Regions from separate parts of the Mus musculus genome. Here all the other regions are linked to region 1. Evidence: chromatin contacts called from public Hi-C and promoter capture Hi-C data. All regions are on one chromosome and are shown on one strand. Each heading gives the region's core, a stretch centred on a gene start, on an enhancer-like site or on the middle of the called end of the contact. The rest is flanking DNA. Distances are from core to core; before and after follow the strand shown.

Region 1 (2,648 bases), core at 65-2,564:
CTGATGCTAATTCTCTCTTTGCATGTGGATCCCAAAACTGTTAGTACTGACGGAGGATAATTTTAAGTTTGAGATCAGTTGTAGCCTGACACTGAGACTCTTTCTCAAAAAAGCAAAATAACATGTAGAATCTTGAAAAAGTAAATCTAAAACACTTTCCTTTTTAATGAAACTTTCTATGATATATTGGTTTATTACTTTAGTGTTAACTTTATTTGAATTACACCTTTGAAAATTGGAGCATAAAAGTGACAACTAATGACTTTGTTATTTTCCATTTAAAAAAGAGGAAGGGGGAGAGATGACTCCTGCTGAGGACATGCCCTGAGAAGGATATTTTCTCTAAGCTATTTCACCAAAATGCAAAGTTCAATATTTCTCTCTTTCCAAACTGAATTTTTATTAAAAGTATGAGATTCTAGGCTTTAGAGAGCGTGTACATGCCAGAGGAATATCTTCCCCAAATTGTGCCCAAGCTCACATACAACATGCAATCAATCTCACTGAACCCACTAACCTCACTATGGGATGTGCATCACTGCTTTTAGTTTTGCAGCTGATAAACTTCAAGGAGGCGGAATAACTTGCACATAGCTATTGTGTAGGGACTCAGCTGGCTCTTTCCTCTATACCTCTTATGCTTCGAGTCTGTAGACGGGGCTAACACCCAAGTGGCCTCAGTCAGATTCTTTCAGGATGTCACAACAGGCATTTGGGGTTGGGCCTGAGTGTAGCTCCTCCAGAAACAGCTGCACGTACAGGGTGGGGGGATTACTGGGGAGGCCACTGGGGAGGCCTGGAGGGTGGTGACCTGGTATCCAGGGAGGCAGGCAAAGCAGATTTCCAGAAAGTTTGGGCTGGGCAAGAGTAAGAGGTCCAGGCAGCTGTCCCAGGCACAAATTCCAGCAGATTTCCAAAGAGAAAGTTCAGTACCCAGGAATCTGTGAAGCCCAACGGCATGTAGCAAGGCAAACTAGAGAATCAACAGCTTATGAGCTGGGACTAAGCAGTTCAAATGCTCAGGGGTCATGGGTACGTTGATGCCTCAGGTGACTGAAACAGAGCCCTCCCCATGGAATAAGAGAGATGGAGTACCATGGTGGTTGAGAAGAAGATTTCTGAGGCCATCTGGGTTGTTGCCAACCGAAGCTGATGGATGTTAGCTGTGTGGCCTTGAAAAGTTACTTCAGTGTTCTGCATCCATCAAATGGAGATGCTGATGTGGACATGAGATAAGAGGAGGGGAACAGAACAACACTGGACTTCTCTCAGTGGTCTGAGCTGCAGGCACTCGTCATTATTGCTGTGGATGACGTTCATGTGGTGGTTAGAGGCCAAGGGCATAGAAATCACAGACAGCAAACCTTGGCACAGAGGCTATCTGTGCAAGGGATGCTATCAACATGCTTGGGTGGGTTATCTCATGCAAAGTGTGGTACAGGGAGTCTAAGAGGGAAAGTGCAAGAGTGAAATTAGAGTTGGAAGAATTTAATTGATATCTCTACCTACTATTCAAAATTGTGAAAATACAGTTGGCCATCCCTTATTCAAAATATATAGGCATAACATGTTTCAAATTATTTGGATTTTGTTATTCACCTGTTAGAAAATCTTAATCAACAAATCTATGATGCAGAAGTGCTCCACAATCTGCTTTGGGAGCACTCCAAACTTGGGATCTTTGGATTAGGGATGCTCAGACTGCAGCGACTGAGAGTTAACCAGGCCCTTCAAAACTGCCAGCTAAGATGTGGAGGACTTAACTCGGATGATCTCACTTGTTGACTATGAACTATGGGCAAGTTGCCTGACCTCTGTGTATCTTCATTTCTCCATTTGTGAAAAGAGGGAGGGAGTCTCACGTGTTTATTATGAGTTATGAAAGTGGATACAAGTATTCTACCCCTGGCCATGTAATTTTATTAAAATGTCTCTTGAATGACAAAGTCTGTGATAGAATCAGAGGCTGCCTGGTTACTTCAACTCGATTTTAGGCTAACAAGAAGGAAAAAGCTAGGGTGATTAAAATAGCATTATTTAAGTCCTCACACATTTTACCTTGTTTTAGGTAGGGCTTAGATTTTAATTAGGAGTTAGGCCTCTGCATCAAGAGAACCTTTAGAAGCAGCTTTGTCCGGCCACAGGTTATTGTGTCCCTCCTCTCCAGGGTTACCAGGAATGCTGAATATTTGCATGTTAGTGTTAACAAGCTTCTTGTTGGAGACCTGGTTTCTATGACACAATGAGAAAAAAACTAATTCCTACTCCCTAAGTTTATAGTGAGGCACAAGCAAGAAACTATAAAAAGACTCTGAAGGTGATATTTTCAGTCCCTAGGAAAGTCTACCTACAATGTTTGAGGAGCAAATAATTTATTGTGTTTTTGGCCATTTGCCAAGCTGTTTTCATGTTTTGGTGTGAATTAATCCCTTGTGAAGAGCCACATGAATGTTAGTTAGGCTACAGGCTAAGCAGCTGTATGAGACAGTCCCCTATTGAACTTATACAGGAGTGAAGTTCATAACTAACTGCTGAAGAGCATGCCACTTTTCAGGTGAGTAAGCTGAGACTTGACAGTTTAACTGATGGATGTACAATTTGGAGCTGAAAATCAATGACGTGTTTTAAGTGTTTTAATTCTAGTGTTT
Region 2 (2,648 bases), core at 51-2,550, 400 kb before region 1:
TATGGTACCTCTTGTCACCTTTGAGGACCTTAACTGCTGGCTTACACAGCATCTACCACTCTTTTGTCCTTAGAAAAGACTAGCAAAATGCCAATTCTTTGGTTAAGTAAAATCGGGCACCATTACATCTGTATGACACCCAATCCAGGAGGTTCAGAAGCGTATTTATATATTAACATCTCGATGGACTTGCACTATGAAGATATTTAGTTAATTTAACTTGAGCATTTTCCATCACATAGTTAATTTGAGTACTGTCCAGGCCAGTGCTTCCCAGTGTTGTCTTTTAACATGTCAGAGCGCAGTGTTTGGGAAATCATCACTTGTAGAGAACTTGTTTCATTAGTAAAGCTTCCTCTTGTTTCTATCAAGCCTTTGGTCCGGTTCTCTCTTCCTACCTAAAACAGCATAGAAAGAAAGGCAGGCCTAAAACTGGGTCTGATACAAAGCCACTGTAGGCAAGACTCCTCTGAAGACAGAAAGGGGCCTGTGACTGATCGGAGCACTCTAAAAGGCACCAGAGCATCTGGTGAGTGTGAGTACTGCCATCAGTGCCCCACGGAGGTGTTGAGCTTGACATACATATGTCATTTCAAATGTTCTTCCTGCTCCTTCCTCTTCTCCTCTGCCATCCCTGCTGTTAACACTTATGGCGGCCTGCCAGGCAGCCAGCCTTTCTGTGCCCTTCCAGGACTCATTTAAGCCTCATCTCCCACCTTACTAAGAGAGCACTGGTGTCATCCCCATTTTCCATGGGGTAAACTGAAGTGCAGGGAGAATGAAGAGAGCCCAGATTGTGTAAATCAGGCAGGGCATGTTGCAGATTTATAATAGGAAATGTTGCTGGGAAGCTGAGGCTCTGAATATCTGAGCCTTGGGCTTTTTACTAAGACAAAGGAGAGAGAGCAGCCCTGTCTACCTCACTCCAGCATGAGTTCTTCCAAACCTGGCTGGAAAATGTTAATCACATTACAGTTTACTAAGCACTTCCATATCCCTCATTATATCAAACCTCCTGACGATGGTTATGAAATATCACTGTTCTATTTTACGGAGGTTTGAACGGACTTCCAGAAAGCTACTATAGTAATACTGACTTAATATGATCGCCTCTCATGTTTGTCAGTAGACTTGCTGAAGTCCACAGGATACAGTTAAGGCTCAGACTTAAATCTTCCAAGGCTGAGCTTAAGTCCCCCCTCGTCCCTCCAGCATGGAGCTCGACACCATGCCTCTAGCACTGTCAGACCAGCTGTAGCAGAGAGCTTACAGCATCAGCTCGGTATGCTGTTGATGTGGCTTTTTAAAATGACTCAACATTCAACATTAATTTTTCTCCCATTGCCATGGTGATGGCTTACTACTGCTGGAAGGTGACCATGAGATGGCCAAGGCAAAATTATTTTCCTTATTTTCCTAATACTCTCCAGCAACTCGTTTTTGTTATGGTTGTTTTCATTTTGCCCTTTAATCTAATGGAATGAGGCTTTTGCCATATAATATGATTTGGGGCTTCTCAAACTGGGATCCAGGTTGAACCTGCAGTGGTCACTTAGGAGTTCAGGAGACATTCCCTTTTCTCAGAACAGAAGACTGTGTGACCAGCTTTGGTTCAAGCACCATCTATGACACTAGCTATCTCATCATATGAAGAATATTTCTGGGTCTTGTCTCATTCATTTGAAATAAGGAGGCCTATTAGGCAAGGTTAGTTCATGAATTTATATAACACTAACATAAAATTTAGAATGCAATGCATACATAAGAAACAGGAGTAGCAGTTGCAACAATGAACATAATAGCGATGATTACTGTTTTCAGAGAACAAATGAGACAGGTTCAGAGTTAGGAGTCAAAGACATTTATTGTCATTCAGCTATCAATCATGCTAATTAGCTCTTCCATCAAACCTGTTCTTTTCCTTTTTAACTCTTGACCCAAGATATAATATGCATTTACATTTATTGTTTCACCATCTTGCCCACTCAATTGTAGATGTGATGAGGATTTTACTTGTCCAAATACCTAGGGCTATTTGCTTAATGAATGAAAAGGATTTGCCAAGCAGCATGTCTGTGTCTGGCTGTGTTAGACACTAGAGATAGGGAAATGAGTTAACCGAAATTCTTATTCTTGGGGCATTTACATAAAGGGTCTTTATCAAGGACAAACATGAAGGGAATGGACATCTACCAGTGACTCTATTAATCTAATGGCATGGGTGGGATTAAACCTTACATGATGTTCCAGCACAGGGTCGGGTCCTGATATCTCAAAGCTTTAAGTGCTGAGAAGGAATTAAGCTGACACTGTTAATTCCAACCTCCGTCCATCAGCAAAGGATGATGGTGAAGGCAGGGAGGACCTGTTCCATGGCTCTTCCCAGATGTCTCCTCTGGTAGTGAAGCCAGAGGTCAGAGTCCCAGATAGAAAGCCAATCTCAAAAAGCATCCTGGGAAGAATTCTACCTGCAAGAGCTGACAGAGAGTCTCTTTGTAACAAGTCACCAGACACTGTCTGATAGACGGAAGCACCTCCCTACTAGAGAGTCAGTTTGACAGCTGTGAAGGTACACAGCCCCATGGTGACAGCTTTCCAGTCTATCTTGCTTAATAGTCAGGCTACTTTGTCATTATTTTATCATGCAT
Region 3 (2,648 bases), core at 53-2,552, 360 kb before region 1:
TTGTGGAAGCATCATAAAACTATTTTAAACAATCTTAATGAATTTAACCACAAACCTTAAATTCCTGAAGCCAGTAGGCCTTCTCACAGTTAATGTTGCTCCTGCATGTTAGTGGCATTTGCTCAGAGACTACCTTCTCACTTCCCATTTTCACTTTCCTTACACTCCCCTTCCTAGACTTGGCATTTAGGAATTCTTATGTGGTCCATTAGAACTGAAAGTTCTCTTCCTCTCTAGATTTAACTTGTTTCATTCACCTCCAAGCCTAGCTCTCAGTGTTCTCAATAGCCAGCCTCCTCACAGCTACAGATCCTGTCTGGCTTGGAGGTACTACAGCCTCATCCAGGTGTGAGCTTGCCACCAATTTCCTCCTGAACTCTACAGGAGGGCTCATGATCTCTGGGCTGAATGTAGCCTTAAAGATTCTTAATAGCAAAGAGTATACATGGAAGGATCCAAGGTTCCAGATACATATGTAAAAGAGATTGGCCTTACCTGACATCAATGGGAGGGGACGGAGGCTTGATAGCCAATCATAGGGGGACGATAGTGGGGTTAGATGGGAGTGGGTGAATGGGTGGAGGAACACCCTCACAGAGGCAAAGGGGAGGGAGGAGAGAGATGGGATGGGGAAGTTTGTGGAGAGGTAACTGGGAAGGGGAATTTCATTTGAAATGTAAATGAAGAAAATGATTAATAAAAATAAATAAAAAACAAAAATAAAAAAGAGCAGACTTGATCCCCCAATATTAGTTATTAATTATATTTTTAGCTGAAGTTAAATCTGAAATTCTGAAATTTTGCTATGGGCTCAGAACAGCCATGGCTCTCAGGCTTGCTTCAGGAAGTGGGACCATGGGTGGTAATATTTACCACTGAGGTAGTGGGTAGCCTGGAGACAGAGATGGAAAACATGACTACAAATCAGTGTAAATGTAAAAATGACATAGGCAGGACTTTCAGCCACACCAGGGCAGTAAGACACAGCAGTAGTTGAGTACAGAAATACTATCTCAAAGGCGCTCTGAGCTGGCTTGGAAACAACAACAATGGCTAACAGATCTTTCTGGAGAGCAGGAGCAACCTGACCAAGGCAACTGACAAAAGCCAGCTCTTCTTGGCCACCTTTTCTCAGTTGTTCCCTCTTTTCCTGTCTCCTCACTTTGTGTCTTCCAAACTTTGCAACCCCTTGGCTGGCCTTCACCTCCGTGCATGGACTGGCTTTTACTTACCATGCCCTTCAGAGTCAGATCTGCTAAGGGAGACCGGTTGCCATGGAAATCTGGCCAAACATGTAAATCAACAGTGAGGAAACCCACAGGCTGAGCCTTCTTAATCAGATCCAGGTGACTATTCAAATATGCATATATACTCTGGCATCTGGAAAAGAAGTGGATTTTGATTTTAAAAGGGGATAGGGTTGAAAAGCAAATTATTCTGCAGAAAGAAACCATTTGCACTTCGATATCAGACCCAGGAAAGCAAAGAGGGCTCTCAAAAGCTTGAGCAAAGCAGCTGCTCTTATATGAAACTAGCCCCTGAACTCTCACAACACACTGTCATGCCAGGGCAGCACTTCCCATGGAAAGGCTTGGAGTCAGGAGACCTGGTCAGACAATGGCTTCACTCCTGGTAGGTGTGTACACATGAGCCAGTTATTCCAAGCTCTCGAACTGTCCTCTTCTCATCTGTAGAAACATCCTACAATCTCTGTCCAACTTACCTCATATGGTTATTATGAAGATCAAAGACCATGTATGCAAACATACAGCATTCTGTAAACTGCAGTACAATATGGTGCATATGCAAAGGATTTATTTAAATCTGTCTTCCTAATTGTAAAAATGATGAAATGACAAATAGAGATAAATATACGCTCCTGGATCCAATGAGTGAGCGTCATACACACAGTAAGGATCAAGAATTAGACATGGGATTCAGAACCATGACTTTGAAAGGCTATCGTGTAGGTTTTCCCATTTTAAGTTTTAGTTGATTGAGGTGTAAAATGGTGGAATTGGAATGACCCCCTTAATCAATGACATTTCTCAGGTCAAAAGATGACAAACTTGGGAGTGAAAACAGTGCAAGTTTCAGATACTGTTTTCTATCCTGGCTACAGTTAGCCTCTCTGAATGTCTATTTCCTGTTCATTATGTAGTATAATAATACTTACTTCATAATGTAGTATCATAATACTTCACTGGGTTAAGTTTTACTGTGGGACACAGTTCACTAGCTAGGGAATCTGGGGAAAATGAACCTTCCAAAGCTCTGAACCAAAGATCCCAAAGATGGACCAGAAAACCTCAGAGAGACAAAGCATGGGCAATGCCCACAGGAGGTTAGCAGCTAGAATACTTCTGCCAATATTTGTGATTTGCATTCTTAAAATGCTTTAGAAGAAGTGACTTCAAGTTCATATTTTGCAATGCCAGGAGTGTCCCCATGGATACCATGATGTTTCTGTAGGTTTCTGAAAAAAAAAATCATAAAAATAGTTTCAAACTCTCTTTTCCTCTCTATCAGTGAAAACTGTGTGTGTGTGTGTGTGTGTGTGTGTGTGTGTGTGTGTGTGTGTGTGTGTGTGTGTGTTTCTGTTCTGGAAATGAAACTTAGAGTTTTGAGAATGCCATCCAAATGCTTAA
Region 4 (2,648 bases), core at 76-2,575, 300 kb after region 1:
GACCTCTAACCACGGGCCAAGTACTTAACCTCTGTGTGCCTATGCTCCTATTCTGTGAAGTGTTATGGATAATACCTAGTCCACAGAATTCTAGGCATTAGAGACGGTGCTTTAAGCAGGTGGCAGGGATTCGGTGTGTGCGCAGCAGTGCTTTGGTGCTCTCTGCCTAGAGAAACCTTCCTCCCCCTTTCTCTTCTGGGAGAGTGTGTATTTATAGTCCAATGTCACCTCCTTTCTGGAACCTCCCTTGCTTTATTGGCAAGGTAATTGGATGCTTTGTCTTCTATGTTCCCATCTCTTTCATAGTACCTTAGAGGACCCTTCATGCTCCAATTAGGTTGTCTAATGTGGTGTGTTTTCCTTCTTTATTCGACTACAAGTTCTTAAAGAGTGGGGACTATCTACAATTTGCCCCATCTCTAAGAAACCAGGCAGTCCCCAGAGCAGGGTGAGCTCTTGACACTCTCTTGAGTGAGTGGGTGGATGGGTGAGTGGGTGGGTGGATGGGTGAGGGGGTGGGTGGATGGGTGAGGGGGTGGGTGGATGGGTGAGGGGGTGGGTGGATGGGTGAGGGGGTGGGTGGATGGGTGAGTGGGTGGGTGAATGGGTGAGTGGGTGGGTGGAGGGTGAATGAGTGGGTGGATGGGTGAGGGGGTGGGTGGATGGGTGAGGGGGTGAGTGGGTGGGTAAGAGGGTGGGTGGATGGGTGAGGGGGTGGGTGGATGGGTGAGGGGGTGAGTGGGTGGGTAAGAGGGTGGGTGGATGGGTGAGTGGGTAGGTGGATTGGTGCTGATGGATGGATGATAGGTGAAGTAATCCTCCCAGGACTGTGAAATTCGAGTCCAGAGTCTGTGTTTAGTTTATGTGGAGAATATCGCATTTTTGAGTTTCTGTTTTGCCATCTGGATCTTGGAATAAAAGCACTGTATTTGGGGGTCAGAAGTTTAGGGCAGATGTATACATACATGACAGCACACAGATGTATACATACATGTATACATACATGACAGCACACAGGAAAGACTGCAGAGGAGTCAGTGTTTGTACTCTAGCCCCAGCTCTACCCCTTGTTAACAGGATGGTCTTTGACCAATCTTGACCTTGTTATAATGGGGAAGGCAGAACACACTCATGACCTGTTGAGAAAATCAAGAGATATTCTTTGTAAAAAGCCTGGGGTGCAGAACATATATATATTCAGAAATTAAACTTGCCTCCCTTCCACACCTACCCCCTTTGTCTGTTCTCCAGACACATAGGCCTGGACGCTCAGTACCCAAGACAGCTGTTCAGATGCCATATTTTGCTCAGAGTGACTAATGCCCCTTAAGCCAAGGTTGGAAAGCTGACTCCCGAACCAAGTTTAAACTTGAGTGCTGAGTTAGAAGCAGGGAATGCGGCTGACTGGTTGATTTAATTAATAAGGACACTTTTGAAAGAGAGCCCTTTTAAAACCAACAAACATTCCAAGGAAATTGAAAGCAAGAGCTAATCCATGATTTCATGTGTAGGTTTCTCGTGTGACTGAGAGAGTCCTTATGTAAAAATATGAATAATAAATCGTCCAAAGCCCACGTGAGCATTTTTTTCAAACTCTTAAGAGCAGTGGTTAGAATTGGCTTTGGAATCAATTAGCCAGTTAATTGGGGTACTATGTTGTAACAAATCTTAACTGTCCTTCTACTACACTATAGTATATTCTAATAAACTATTCAAAATCCTCCAAGTATACTTATCAGTTACTACTGGACCTAGAATATTAGCACATCACACATGAAGCCCCCCAGTCATCCCCCACCTTCTTACTCTGATTTCGAAAAGGCTGAAATGGGGGCACCGAGGGCCTTGGGCCTGAGCTTACCCATGGCTCAGCCAGGGAACATTTGGCAGGAGAACTCAAAGGGGAAACCTGAGAGTGCAGGACCTGAGAGATGTCCTCCAAGACGTAGGGATCTTATTAGCAAAGCCAAGCGCCCTGCCAAGGAGGGCATGTGTCTGAATACCCAAAGAAAATAGGATACAACTCACTTTAATGTCAGCACCTCCAAAACTTGGGGGGGCTACTTGCATTTCTGCCTTTTTCTTTTTTAACTCCCCAGCCCATATCTTGACCAATGCACGTTTCTGTAGCTCTCTCCTGAAAATTGCCTTAGAAGCCCCTGACAGAGAACAGTTCCCCTCCTTTCCCCTATATGCTTAATGGTACACAGTGTTCCCATTGGGATCTCGCTTCAAGACAATGAATGATGTGCTGTCCTTCTTCTCTCATCTCCCCAAGCTTCCTCTTTTTCTCTGCATTCATGGAGAAGTAATTGGTCCATGCTAAACCACAAGGGCTTGCCGAGCTCTGTGAGCTACAGACCTGGGAAAGCTTCCCCACCATCCAGACAGCCAGCATTTTCATAACCTCCATTTTTTTTCTGGCCTTTGTACATTTTTCTCCTGTCTCCCTTCAGCAAATAGCTTTTGCCTACTTTCTATCCTTTTCTGTAGATCAGCTTCCATTTTCTGTAAATGGAAATATGCCATGTAGACACTTTGACGAGCTTCTTTCTCCGAGCACAGTTGTGTTGGCACACCAGTGTCTTCGGTCTGTGGATTTTCTTGTGGGGCAAGATCTGGGCTCATCTAGAACACAGACCGATGCT
Region 5 (2,648 bases), core at 43-2,542, 270 kb before region 1:
AGAGAGAGAGAGAGAGAGAGAGAGAGGGAGGGAGGAGGAGTGGGGAGGGAGGGAGGGAAGGAGGAAGGAGGCAGGCAAGCAAGCAAACTAACAACAAATAAACAAACCATTTCATCTATTCTACAGAATCCTATATAGAAAATACTTGAGGAAGAATTAAGGTATGAATTTGGGAGAAAGACTGAGATAAAATATGGGACAAAGCCAGGATGTAGAATAGTGCTCTTAGGATCTCATATTTGTGATCCTTTTAAAGATTCTAAACATTCAAGTACATGAGCACATGTACTTCTAGAAGTTTCTAGAAAAATAAAAATTAAAAATTAAAAAAAAACCACTTGATTTCTGTAACAGTACAGATAGGATGTGCTGTGAAGTACTCTCCTGAACCATCTATGTCCTTCCAGATCATGACCTCGTGTGTTTGCTTAAAACAAACCAAATTGGCTTAAGTTTAAATAAAAACAAAATGAGAGCAAATTTCCTGCATCTTTTCCAAGTCCTGTTCCTCACGCTAAAGATAGGAGAGAAACCCATGGGCAATTCACCTACACTCTGATCTCTGGCTGTGTTACTTGTTCACCTTCAGATATCAGATGGCCCTGAGGATTCCTGGGCCCCATGAATTCCCATGTGAATGGACATATTTGGCCTGAGTGGTCCAAGCTGGAGCCTACAATTATCGGGTAGCTGCAGTCCCTCTTCACAAGCAGAGCTCCTATTACAACAAACCTTCCCCTACCAGTTTTTCAATTATCTATGACTAATGAGCACTCTGGGAACAGTTTCAGACACACACATAATCCTCTTTCCTGATGTCAGCAGCAGAAATTAATGACTATGTGGATTGCTGGGAGACAGAAGATGCATTATAATGGTCAACAGAACTGTTATCCTCTCCAGGAAGGGGGGGGAGGGTATTGAATTAACTGGAAGGTTCAGTGTTCCTTTGTATTCTGAGAGGGAGATGAAACACAGGGGGAGATCTGGCTCCAGGCCCACGGAAATGTCAGAGAGGTTTGGGCGTGGGTGGCATGCGACCCTGCTTCCTTATGCTTGCTGTGGAATGCTGGTACCAGCTCGGTTGGGCAAGGCTGACAGGCCAACCAGATTATGTCCAAGATTGTGCTAAAGGACACTTTGCCTTGCCAGTTGGAGAGAATGCTGGAATTATTTCAAACTCAAGTTACTTTCAATCTGATTTAAAAGTGGGTAACAAGACTGAGAACATACAATTCTCAATCACTATGCAGTATTCAGAGGCATTTCTTAAGTTTGGCGTTTCACACAGACATGACACATGCTTGAATGGTTCCAGAGAATGGTAAGGCCTATCCTGACTCAGATCACATGGGTAGGTCAGCTCTGAGGATTTTCTAGAAAACTGGGACAACTGATAGAAAATGGCTAAAAGGATTGTAGTAGTCTTGGCTCCTGAATTGGAGTTACACTTGTATTAAATGATTCATCCAAGTAGAGACTTCCTGAGAACCCAAAGCTAGTGTTCTTCTTCCACTCTTTAAGGACAGCATCTGATACACCTCCTAGAAATCATGTCATTGTGACTAGAAACTAAATTCCATTTCCATTACTGATTTCACATCAAATTGTATGATATTCATTATCACTTATTATAGAAACGGTGGGTGAATAGACATCTACTGTGTGCACACACTGTCCCAGAGTAGCACCTAGGTTAAGGATTAAGATAGAGGAGATCTTTCTAGCAGGTACTAGTTCTTTCTAATACCACTTCTGAATTACATCTGTTAGTTAACATGTCTTATAATTACTCCATAGTTTAGACAGTTTGATACACATGGAAGATCCCTGACTTTGTATTCTTACTTGGTATTAATATGCCTTATACTCCATATGCTTTAAATGTACTTTTAAATAACTCTTACATACCATATCCCTATATTTGGTTTTATACATCTCTTCCAGTAGAAAGATAATAGCTCACAGACTTTTCTCTCTACATCTTATTTCTTTCACTCCCAAGTATCTAAAACATACTTTTAAAAGTAATGTTTACTTTAGCAAAATTACACATTTTTGTTTATTTTTTAAGATCATAAGACATAGATCAATCACCTTGAACAAAAAGATTAAAGTTGCACACCTATATGTGCCCACCTTGTACAGAGTTTCAGTAGAAAGTAAACAAAACAGATGAACACTAAATTTGACTCTCAACCCTGGATATTACTGGGGGATAAATTAGTAAATTAGTAAAGAAACTAATATAATCCCACCAGTGATCCACTCTCATTTCTAACTCAGGACAATGACACACATCAAGAGCAATGTACATACCTAGAAAATGGCAGAAGGCATGCTGGCACAAAGACTCTTCCTATGGCAGCAAGAGACTACATATACCAGATTCTTGCAGAATACAGCTCTCAAGTCCTCCCAGCTGGACAAGCTGGTTCAAAGAAATCTAATTAGCAACTAGTTACTGCAGTAGGTCAGTGAGCTGAAGAGCAGTATGAACATCTTGTATTTCAACAACATAATTATTCAAGTCCATGAGCTGTTGGTAACTGTTCTTGGAACATTTCTGTTCGTATAACTTTCCGTCCTAATAACAAATCAATGAAATGCAAATTGTTTTAGAAAGCAATATATGTAGGTCCTATAAC

What was found. Hi-C and Micro-C count contacts between places; a contact is called where the count stands out from the background. Capture Hi-C pulls out chosen DNA fragments and counts their contacts.
Region 2: a contact with region 1 is called in a Hi-C map of muscle stem cells, with 3 times the contacts expected there. The contact joins two enhancer-like sites. A contact is called at or near these places in 2 of 15 datasets of contacts at CTCF or cohesin (large pre-B cells and pro-B cells), 13 of 484 Hi-C or Micro-C datasets (the HPC-7 cell line, bone marrow-derived macrophages, cortical neurons and 6 more) and 3 of 115 datasets of contacts at active chromatin or transcription factors (bone marrow-derived macrophages, fibro-adipogenic progenitors and large pre-B cells).
Region 3: a promoter capture Hi-C map of adipose tissue shows a contact between it and region 1. The contact joins two enhancer-like sites. A contact is called at or near these places in 1 of 15 datasets of contacts at CTCF or cohesin (the NIH/3T3 cell line), 1 of 115 datasets of contacts at active chromatin or transcription factors (bone marrow-derived dendritic cells) and 1 of 9 other capture datasets (adipose tissue).
Region 4: a Hi-C map of myocytes shows a contact between it and region 1, with 3 times the contacts expected there. The contact joins two enhancer-like sites. A contact is called at or near these places in 8 of 484 Hi-C or Micro-C datasets (3T3-L1-derived adipocytes, the G1E-ER4 cell line, the HPC-7 cell line and 4 more) and 1 of 115 datasets of contacts at active chromatin or transcription factors (pancreatic cancer cells).
Region 5: a Hi-C map of muscle stem cells shows a contact between it and region 1, with 2.0 times the contacts expected there. The contact joins two enhancer-like sites. A contact is called at or near these places in 1 of 15 datasets of contacts at CTCF or cohesin (the NIH/3T3 cell line), 2 of 484 Hi-C or Micro-C datasets (the HPC-7 cell line and muscle stem cells) and 1 of 115 datasets of contacts at active chromatin or transcription factors (embryonic stem cells).

Annotation. Positions count from the first base shown.
Region 1 is chr4:95,461,812-95,464,459 of GRCm38.p6, reverse strand. No RefSeq gene overlaps it. Among named protein-coding and RNA genes, the nearest start is that of Gm12707, 22 kb to the left of the region's middle. Within about 2 kb of position 1,314, at least 22 of the 459 cell types and tissues checked have an H3K27ac peak or open chromatin away from gene starts, as enhancers often do. A contact at or near this core is called in adipose tissue, fibro-adipogenic progenitors, muscle stem cells and 2 more, where this site is marked.
Region 2 is chr4:95,864,078-95,866,725 of GRCm38.p6, reverse strand. The region is part of intron 14 of Fggy (FGGY carbohydrate kinase domain containing); the gene reads right to left. Among named protein-coding and RNA genes, the nearest start is that of Hook1, 100 kb to the left of the region's middle. Within about 2 kb of position 1,300, at least 13 of the 459 cell types and tissues checked have an H3K27ac peak or open chromatin away from gene starts, as enhancers often do. A contact at or near this core is called in fibro-adipogenic progenitors, muscle stem cells and uterus, where this site is marked.
Region 3 is chr4:95,820,710-95,823,357 of GRCm38.p6, reverse strand. It overlaps Fggy (FGGY carbohydrate kinase domain containing), which reads right to left. Exons shown (of 16, transcript NM_001113412.1): 11 at 1,233-1,380. Among named protein-coding and RNA genes, the nearest start is that of Hook1, 150 kb to the left of the region's middle. Within about 2 kb of position 1,302, at least 43 of the 459 cell types and tissues checked have an H3K27ac peak or open chromatin away from gene starts, as enhancers often do. A contact at or near this core is called in adipose tissue, where this site is marked.
Region 4 is chr4:95,157,523-95,160,170 of GRCm38.p6, reverse strand. All of the region lies in intron 3 of Junos (a long non-coding RNA gene), which reads right to left. Among named protein-coding and RNA genes, the nearest start is that of Gm12708, 34 kb to the left of the region's middle. Within about 2 kb of position 1,325, at least 42 of the 459 cell types and tissues checked have an H3K27ac peak or open chromatin away from gene starts, as enhancers often do. A contact at or near this core is called in muscle stem cells and myocytes, where this site is marked.
Region 5 is chr4:95,732,200-95,734,847 of GRCm38.p6, reverse strand. All of the region lies in intron 6 of Fggy (FGGY carbohydrate kinase domain containing), which reads right to left. Among named protein-coding and RNA genes, the nearest start is that of Fggy, 180 kb to the right of the region's middle. Within about 2 kb of position 1,292, at least 81 of the 459 cell types and tissues checked have an H3K27ac peak or open chromatin away from gene starts, as enhancers often do. A contact at or near this core is called in muscle stem cells, where this site is marked.